2 separate regions of the Sus scrofa genome follow, and region 2 is linked to region 1. Evidence: chromatin contacts called from public HiChIP or PLAC-seq data. All regions are on one chromosome and are shown on one strand. The core of a region is the stretch at or near the end of the contact, and the rest is flanking DNA. Distances in the headings are between cores, read along the strand shown.

Region 1 (4,906 bases), core at 653-3,152:
AAATCACATTCTGGAGAGTAATAAACCAGTCTGTCTTATTCATACAGAGAAAAGTAAGTGAAAAAGAGGCTGAAATTGGTAAAAGTGGAAGTCTGTCATTGACTACATTGAACATCCTTACCTAAGTGGAATGGTTCCTGTCCAACTACACCAGGAGGCAACTAGGTGTATTGCAAAGGGCATGCAAAGGCCTAAAACTGCATCCTGCAAACTTAAAAGCATTGTGGACTGCAGCATGTAACTAAATTCTTTGAGCTTTATTTTCTTCATCTATAAGGTGCAGACAGCACCTGACTTGTACGATCAAATATAAGTAAAAACTTGGCAGAGTCTTAACAATACAAGGGATTTAATAAATGGCTGCCATTATTAAATTCTGCACACCATGTAAGCTCTTCAAGGGTAAGACTACTTATTATTCATAGTTGAATTCCCAATGTCTACGAGAGCTTCTCGCATATAGTGAGACACTCAAATAACTGTTTATAAATGTATTTTGAATCAAATAGAGGTTTGAATTCAAAACTAAACAGTGGGGGTAATAGAACTACTGATCATTTTTGAAGATAACATGATAAAAAAAAAAAAAACTGGGAAAAGAAAGGCCTGGAAAAGATACCTGATATGTCCAAAATCACAACACCAAAAGGACAGGGACAGATCTGATTCCAAATACCCACTTTTTAAACACTGTACCATAAATCTTTTTAAGACATCATAAAAGAAAAGGTCTCAGATTTCCACTTACTAAAAACAAGATTTATTACTGAAAAAAAATAAGATGCCCTATTAAAGCCTATGAGCATTTCCCCCATCACTTTCACTGATCTGAATGATAGAATGGAAAACACAGCCTCAGACTTAAGTAGCAGTCTATACTTTAAGTAAATGCTAACTTATACACAGGGAGTATGAAGATAAGCTTTGGAGAGACAAACCTGAGTTCAATTTTCTGTCCTAGCGGTGAAAGACCCGGGTCAAAAATGACTTAACCTCTGAAGCTTCTGTTTCATTATCTGTTAAGTGATGATAATACTACCTATTTCAGACGTTTGTGGTGACTGATACAGAGTAAGAATTCAAACATTAGCTGTAGGTGTTGACGAGGTTACCGTACACAGCACAATCGACTGCAACACACAAGATACAGAATCTAAGATTTACACCCAGGCTACTTCCAATGCAATCTTCAGACATCATCCCAGAGAAGATACTGTAAATCTATTTCACAAGGAAGCCACAATCTTAAGAATTAAGCGCTGACTATGAAGAAAGGCAAACAACTGTTTAAGTAGTGAAGAGAAATTTAGGGGAAAACAAGTCACTTTTCATTGCTTGAACTGCGGTAACTTGCACACAAAAACCAAAGCTTTGTATCCCCATCACTGAGCACTGTGCCAGACACTGCGCGGGCCATCAAGTTTGCTGAAGACCACTCAAACGTGGCGTTCGGTTTAGCACCACCACAATGACCTCGCATGGAAAAGATTCGGGGCACCACGTGAGTTGAGAACAAGAGGCAGGCCCAGGGATTAAGGTCATGGGAGCAAAAGGGACTGCACCCCGGAAGGTAAGGAGACAGAAAACGGGGGTTACGGGTGGAGGCAAGAGAGCGGCCGCGCACGCGCATTCGCGACCCCTCCCAGGGCCGCGGACCTGCTGCGCGAGAAGCTGTCGCCGTAACTTCTGCCGTTCCCGGATCTCCTGCAAGCGGCTGTCCATGGCCCAACTCTTGTTTTCCACTACGTCGAAAATTTGGCAATGAGGAGATAAATTCCCCCACCAATCTTTCTTCCGAATGTGTGGAACACAAGATTCTCCAGCAGCTTCCAGCGGCGGGTACCCAATATTCTTTTCCTCAATAGGTATTTCCGGTGCGGTCCGAATTTGCTCCTCCAGACCGGAAGTCCCGCCTCTTCCTGGATGCCTGCGATTTGACGGCACCTACAAGGGAACCAATGAGGGTCCTGCAACACCAGCCCAGGAGAGGTTTCGGAAAGCTTTGCGGTTTGGTGGACGCAGCTGTCAAAAATGGAGTGGGCTGGTCTCCGGGCCTCTCATTTGAGCTTTCCTTTATGAGACTTAAGGCTCCCTTGGTGTGTTAGGAGTTGTGGGCCGCTTCGTTGATTCCTTTTGCCGTAAATTCCTCAGTTGCTAGTCCTAACGTTTTAAAAATTGCCGGGTAGAAGTTCCCATCGTGGCTCAGCAGAAAGGAATCTCACTAGCATCCATGAAGACGCAGGTTCCATCCCTGGCTCTGCTCAGTGGGTTAAGGGACTTGCGATGCGTTGAGCTGTGGTGTAGGTTGCAGTCTCGGCTAGGATGGCTTAGGCCGGCAGCTGTAGCTCTGACTCCACCCCTAACCTGGGAACCTCCATATGCCCCGGGTTTGGCCCTAAAAAGACAAAAATAAATAAAATAAAAATTACTGGATAGCATTGTCTTGCTGAAAGCACGAATTCGAGTCAAATTGCGGGGTTTGAACCCTGCACTAGCTGAGTGATTGGCTAGTCAATCAATTTCTTTGAGCCTCTATTTTTCTTATTTCTAAAATGGGCTTGAGGAGTGCCTACCTCACAGAGTTGCAAAGATTGAAAGAATAAACACAGCCAAACACATACTGCTATGGAAGTGTTTATTATTATTAAGATTTTTTTTTTTACGCTTACTTTCCCCTTCAGGCAGGGAACAACTACTTCCTCTGCCGGGGCTCTTCTTCACAACTTATTAGCCTTTGAGAAGTTTCCTATTTTATTTTTATTTTTTAATTTAATTTTTGTTTTTACAGCCGCACGTGCAGCTGATGGCTTACACCACAGCTGCGAGCAACAGAGGATCCAAGATGCATCTGTGTTGCAGCTTGAGGCAATGCCAGATCCTTAAACCACTGAGGGAAGCCAGGGAGCCAACCCTCATTCTCAGAAAGATAGTGTGGGCTCCTTAATCTGCCTAGCCACTACCTAAACTCCAAAAAGTTTCCTATTTTACCACGATGAATTTTATGGAGTGTTTTCGTTAGGGAAGTGGGTGGGTGGTAGTAAAATATGTCTTGGTTCATGTCCTAGAAGTCAGAGGCCAGAAGCCCCCTTTTTGTGTTTTAGCTGGAAATAACCCTAAGATATGAAAACAAGTAGCCTACTGAAATTACCTGCTTGTGGAAAGAGGCAGAGGGAAGGGCAGGGCTGGGGAGCTCAGTGATGATTCTCCTCTTTTAACAGGAAGGCAGCAAAGACCCAAGTCTAAAGTTATTACCATTATACACAACATTTATCATCTTATTCTGAATTCAAAGCAGCAGAAATAAAGACATCATGTTGCCTCAAGTTTAATTGGAAATTGTGGCAAGTACGTACCAACATTAGTAACAAGTCTTTATTCTTTGAGAGAAGATTTAAATTTTGAAAATATTGTTGGAGGAGTTTCTGTTGTGGCGCAGTGGAAACGAATCCGACTAGGAACCATGAGGTTTCAGGTTCGATCCCTGGCCTCGCTCAGTGGGTTGGGGATCTGGTGTTGCTGTGAGCTGTGGCATAGGCTGGAGGCTACAGCTCTCATTGGACCCCTCGCCTGGGAACCTCCATGTGCCACAGGTTCGGCCCTAAAAAAAAAAAAAAAAAAAAAAAAAAGAAAATATTGTTAAATCTTCCAGATCAAAAGCAGGTGGGGGTTTTCCTACTGTGGCTCAGTGATAGAATGCAACCAGTATCTGTGAGGATGAAGGTTGGACCCCTGGCCTTGCTCAGTGGGTTAAGGATCCAACGTTGCCCTGAGCTGCAGTATAGGTCACAGACTTGGCTTGGATTTGGTATTGCTGTGGCTGTGGCTGGCAGCTGCAGCTCCAATTTGACCCCTAGCCTGGGAACCTCCATATGCTGCAGGTGTGGCCCTAAAAAGGAAAAAAAAAAAAAAAAAGCAGGTGGGTCAGCTAGGCCAAAAGTGAGTGGGACTAGACTCTAATTGTCATGTATTTCTCAAGAACTAGCTCTGAAAGGCAATTTTTAAAACAGAAGTAGTCTGCTGAGTAATGGCAGCACTACTGGAAAAAATGTGCTAACTTCCAAGGGGCCTATACTATAAAAGACAATGCTAATTTGTATGGATGAATTAAAGTGTGATTTCTTCACAAATCAGCTGCAGCATCTGGCAGTCACATAAGCTGAGTGTTGATCTGAACTATCAGTGTTGTGAATAGGCATTTTGCTCACCCAAATGAAGGGAAATGCCCCTCTTCCAAAGTGGACTCAAACCAGAATGCCCTTTTTTTTAATACATGCATGTCCTCCTAATTATAAGTATTTTTAAAGCCTCTTACTCTTCTCTCTTCTTGATAGTTTAAATGCTTTAAAAATATAATAAATACATTTTAAAAAACCTATTGCAATACTATATAGAGTGAGTTAAGAAGAAATTCTGGGAGTTCCTGCTATGGTGCAATGGGTTAAGAACCTGACTGCAGTGGCAAGGGCTGGAACCCTGATTGGTGCAGTGGGTTAAAAGGATCCAGTGCTGCCCCAGCTGGATGGGTTTCAGCTGCAGCTTGGACTCCATCCCTGGCTTGGGAACTTCCATATGCCACCGGTGCAGCCTTTAAAAAGAAAAGACAAGAAAAAACCCAAACCAAAAAAACTTGTTTGAAATAACTGTAATAGAATATAGAGTTTTCTCTATGAAAATCACCATACTTACATAAGAAATGAAGTTGTTTATGAAGCAAAATACATTTTGGAGTTTACTCTGTGGTTTATAAAAGTGTAGGAAGTTTTGTGCTGTAGCTCATTCAAACTGACAGCCTTAATGCTTTATGTTGTTTTTAATTTGCTTGGTTTTACAACTTACTTCTTATTTTGAGTTGAATATTCTCTCCCTCCAGAATGTGAAATATTTTAAAAAAATTGGAAAGAGAAAG
Region 2 (4,518 bases), core at 1,579-4,078, 140 kb after region 1:
ACCGCTCTGACTCAGTTCCTAGCCTGGGAATCTCCATATGCTGCAGGTGCAGCACTAAAAAGACAATAAATAAATAAAGGTTACAATCAACATAAGAGACTGCATTAAAAAAAAATAAAATAAGGAGTTTTTTTCTGGGGCAGGAGATTAAGGATCCAGGGTTGTCACTGTAGTGGCTTATGTTGCTGCTGTGGCATGGGTTCAATCCCTGGCTTAGAAACTGCCACATGCTGTGGGCATGGCCAAAAAAACCCAAACCTCCAGAATGAAATAGGATGCCTAGTTTATGCCAAACTATTTCTCTAGACCAATGCTATCCAATAGAAATAAAATGTGAGCCACAAGTGCAAATCATATGTAACTTTAAATTTCCTAGTAGCCACATAAAAAGATTAAAAAACCGAATGACCAAAATTAATTTTAATGATATATTTTAATTCAGTATATCCAAAACATTATCATTGCAAAATATAAAATTGAGCTATTTGATACTCTTATTTTCTATAGAAGCCATGTATTTTGCATTCTTTTTTTCATGCTAAATATTCAAAGTCCTGAGCATAGTTTGTACTTTTTGCAAATCTTATTTTGGACCAACCACATTTCAAGTGCTCCCATAGCCACATGTGGCTACTGGCTACTGTATTGGATAGTGCGACTCGAGAGAACTTCTTCCATTCCAAAGCTACATGAAACATTTCAGCAGCACTTTCAAGGATGTGTTGATAGTTATTCTTGTGAGAAAGGTGTTAAATCACTTGGGGGTTGACTTTAAACCTGAGTACATTAATGAGGTGTATAGAACTTTTATAATACAGTAGTATCAGTACACAGAAAGCAGAAGTGAGAGTCATTTAAATATCTGATTATACTTCAAGACTATTACTTTTTACAGTTTCAGGATGTGAAATAATCCTAAACTTATTTAAAGTTCAAAGTGGAACCCACAAGAAGATAGTCTCTATATGCAATATATTCAAAAAAGCCTTCTAAACTTTAAAAGATATGTGATGATTTAAGGTTGAAAGCAGAATTATAAGGAATTGCAGGAAAGTTTAGTTTCATAGGTCACTAGCAAGTGCTTATATAAGCTAAATCATCTTTGTTGCATTGTTCAGTTTTTTGAGCTGACATAGTTAAGAAAATCAGTTTATATATTGCAATGTTGTCAGAGACCTATTTAGGGCTATTAGAATGTTTGAGCAACTTATAACTTCCAGTAATTTTATAGGAGTAAATGAAAGCTTATATTTAAAGTAGATCATCATTAGAAAATTCCAACTTTTGAAAACCACTTCTCTAAATTCATATTCAAGTACAGGCCTTATGCCCAGTGGAAGACTTTGAAGTTTTGATTAAAAAATTAAGGTGAGAGCTGTTAAATCTTTTTCCCTTTCAACAGTTAGATGCTCGTAGAAGGTAGGTGGTAAGTTGATAAACCTAGAGTTGGAGTTTTGGCAGATAAAAGGAAAGGATTGAACGTTTTTGCAAAAGGGTGATTATGGAATCCAAGCCTGGTAAGAAGGGATGTCATAAGCAGAGTGAGATTGAAATGAAAAAACTAGAGGCACCCAAGGACTAAAGTCCAGTGTCGTTCAAGAACTGTACAGCTGTGAAACTATAAAGATAGGACGTAGTTGAGTATGAGGTGCTTGAAATTGAGACTTCAAAAACGTGTCGTATTTGGTGAGTATCAACTCCAGGTGGGGGGCTGAGATGAAGTGGAGGATGTACTCTGCACGTGAGGAGGTTAGGGAACTAAATGGGAAAGAAAATTGCCGGGAATTGAGTCATTGAGAACTTTGTAAGTAGCAGTAGAGGGGAAGTGGGCAGGGGCTGAACTCTTCAGTGAGAAAAGAGGAAGTGACCAGGAGGTGGGCCAGATCCTGTACTCTAGGTTGGTGATTCTAAAATGTGGAAAATTTGTACCTTAGTGTTTATTTGGCAATGTCTGAAGACATTTTTGGTTGTCAGACTAGGGTGGTGTGTGTGTGTGTGTGTGTGCGCGCGCGCAGGCTACTGGCCTCTAGTACAGGGATGCTTTTAAACATCATGCAATGCACAGCACAGCTCCTTAGAATAGAGAACCATCTGGCCCCAAATGGCAGTAGTGCTGAGGTTGAGAAACTGCTTTCAGCAGATGTATCAGAATCAAGGTTATGTTGGCTGAAAAACAGGCTGAGAACTCTCAATCAAGTAAATACTGTGTTTCTATTTTAATTGAATAGTTTCTATGGAAAAAAGACACGCTCATTAAAAAATATACATTTTTTCATTCACTAAATTAATAAACATGTACTACATTGCTACTTAAGTGGCATCACTATTCTAGATGTGGAAGACAAATATCCCTGCCCTTGAGTCCGTCTTACTCAGGCAGAGGGAGACAGAGAACAACATATGTAAAAAATAGCAAATTGGATTGTTGTCAAGTACTGTTTTCAAAAAAAAAAAAGGAAAAGTAGAGCAGATGAGAGACTAATGAGTGAAGAAAAAAAGTCATGACAGTGGGTTAGAGTAGGAGGAGAGTGGTGAGGTCAGAGAAATGTAAAGTTAACCTTATAAAAGGGGTTAATAATTTGGAAGAGAGGCTTGAAAGTATCTGTCAAACTTCCTGGCAGATAGTGACCAGTTTTCAACATCTGAGACACCTTAGCTCTCTCTGCTTCTCAGGTATGGCAACAGCACGAGGAACTATGCTGTTCGAGTTGGGGATTATCATACTCTTGTGCCAGAAGAGTTTGAAGAAGAAATCGGAGTTCAGCAGATTGTGATTCACAGGCAGTATCGACCGGACAGCAGTGACTACGACATTGCCCTAGTTAGGTTACAAGGTCCAGAAGAGCAATGTGCCAGATTCAGCAGCCACGTTTTGCCAGCCTGTTTGCCGCTCTGGAGAGAGAGGCCACAGAAAACAGCCTCCAATTGTTACATAACCGGATGGGGCGACACAGGTAACATAACAAAAACAAAGGAACAAACAAGACCTGGGCACTTCCTCGTGTGTGAGATTATCCATACATTGGGGTGTAGAGTGGGGAATAAAATCTTAAAGGGGTTGAGGCTTTGTTGTTTGCTAACTATGCCAAGTGAGATGCAAGCATGTAATTTGGATTCATCTGCTGAGGGTACTGTGATTCCTATTAGAATTTAGGCCCTACCTCAGGACTAGGGCCTGGCTAGCAGTATTTTAAAAGGCTTTCCCACATGACTTTGATGTAGCTACCCCAGGAGGGGGCTTTGGTGTTTGACGGTTCCTTTGTAATGGTGGAGCACTTTTTCACACTAAATCTTATGGAGAATTCCTAAATAAAGAGCAGACAAAAAGTAGAGCTACCAAGGTTCAAGGGGAGGGATCCAACCCCCTTGAGTTTCTCCTTCATTGCCACCTGCTTCCCGTTCTTCCCATCTTCCCATCCTCGAGCAGGAGTGTAGTGTTCAGTTTATGTTCTCTCAGGCAAACAGCTTTTGAAAGTAGTGTTGCTAGAGTTAACCTCGACTGATGTTTGCTCAAGATGGTCTCTGAAACGGAACTAGGTCTCACCTGGACTAGGTGATTGATCACAAATGACTGTTGAGTACGGAGAAGTGATTAAGCTGACTGCTCTCCATTAAAAATCATTAGCACTGTTAACTATACTCTTGCAAAGAGCATCAAATATGTATTTCCACAGGTGATAATCCCAGTGAGGTTTTAGTGAGTAATTATTTCAGTGTTCATTTTATCTCATGCTACCTGAAATCTGGACTGGAGCTAATGCAGTGACAGTGCCAAACCCTTAAGCCACTGCACCACATGAGAACTCCCATAATGTCTTACAATGAATTATTCCAGTTGAGTAAATTGGATTGGAGAATAACGGTGAAATTTAGATCCAAGAAAAGGCTATCATGGGGGACCTATCAATTAAACATTTTGGTCACTACACAAAGAACTAGTGGCTTACTAGTAAATAATGAGTCCTGGACTTCCCCGGTGGCTCAGTGGGTAAAGGATACGATGTTGACACTCCTGTCGTACAGGTTCAGTCCTGGGCTTGGGAAATTCTGAATGCTGAGGGTTATGGCCAAAACCAAAACAAAATATCAAGTGGTTAAACTTAAGCCTATTTGTACCCTATTTGTTTCTGAATCATTTTTATAAAATACCACATTTCTATTTAGGATAGTAATTGTCACTTAAAATCCTCAAAAGTCAGTGAAGTAGATGAGTCTTAGAGGAATGGATATGCTAATACAAAACCAGCATGAATGCATCCTCAGTGTTTTTATAGAGAATGCAAATTCTAAAGCCTGCACAAATGTGCTTGCTCTTAGGCAAGTCCATAAATGTCACTCAAGTATTCTTCAAAAACCTCAGTACTGAGAAACAGCTTAGTGAAGGGTTTAGTTAAGTGCAGACGTTAAAAAAAAAAAAAGAAAACCAACCATTTAGGTTATCACTAATTTAAACTATACTAATGCCATAATAGGGCTTATTTCAAAACTATTATAAGTGTTTTTTAAACTGTTGCATTT

The links. HiChIP or PLAC-seq counts read pairs in DNA pulled down with a chosen protein or histone mark.
Region 2: a contact with region 1 is called in an H3K27ac HiChIP or PLAC-seq map of alveolar macrophages. The contact joins the enhancer-like site here to the promoter of METTL14 in region 1. A contact is called at or near these places in 1 of 5 promoter capture datasets (liver), 11 of 47 Hi-C or Micro-C datasets (brain, embryonic fibroblasts, fetal skeletal muscle and 4 more) and 2 of 2 datasets of contacts at active chromatin or transcription factors (alveolar macrophages and skeletal muscle).

Annotation. Positions count from the first base shown.
Region 1 is chr8:105,051,701-105,056,606 of Sscrofa11.1, forward strand. It overlaps METTL14 (N6-adenosine-methyltransferase subunit METTL14), which reads right to left and starts at 1,903. Exons shown (of 11, transcript XM_003129231.6): 1 at 1,657-1,903. The coding sequence starts at 1,722.
Region 2 is chr8:105,190,438-105,194,955 of Sscrofa11.1, forward strand. PRSS12 (neurotrypsin) reads left to right here. Exons shown (of 13, transcript XM_003129227.4): 12 at 2,674-2,954. Among named protein-coding and RNA genes, the nearest start is that of PRSS12, 71 kb to the left of the region's middle. Within about 2 kb of position 2,829, at least 12 of the 83 cell types and tissues checked have an H3K27ac peak or open chromatin away from gene starts, as enhancers often do. A contact at or near this core is called in alveolar macrophages and liver, where this site is marked.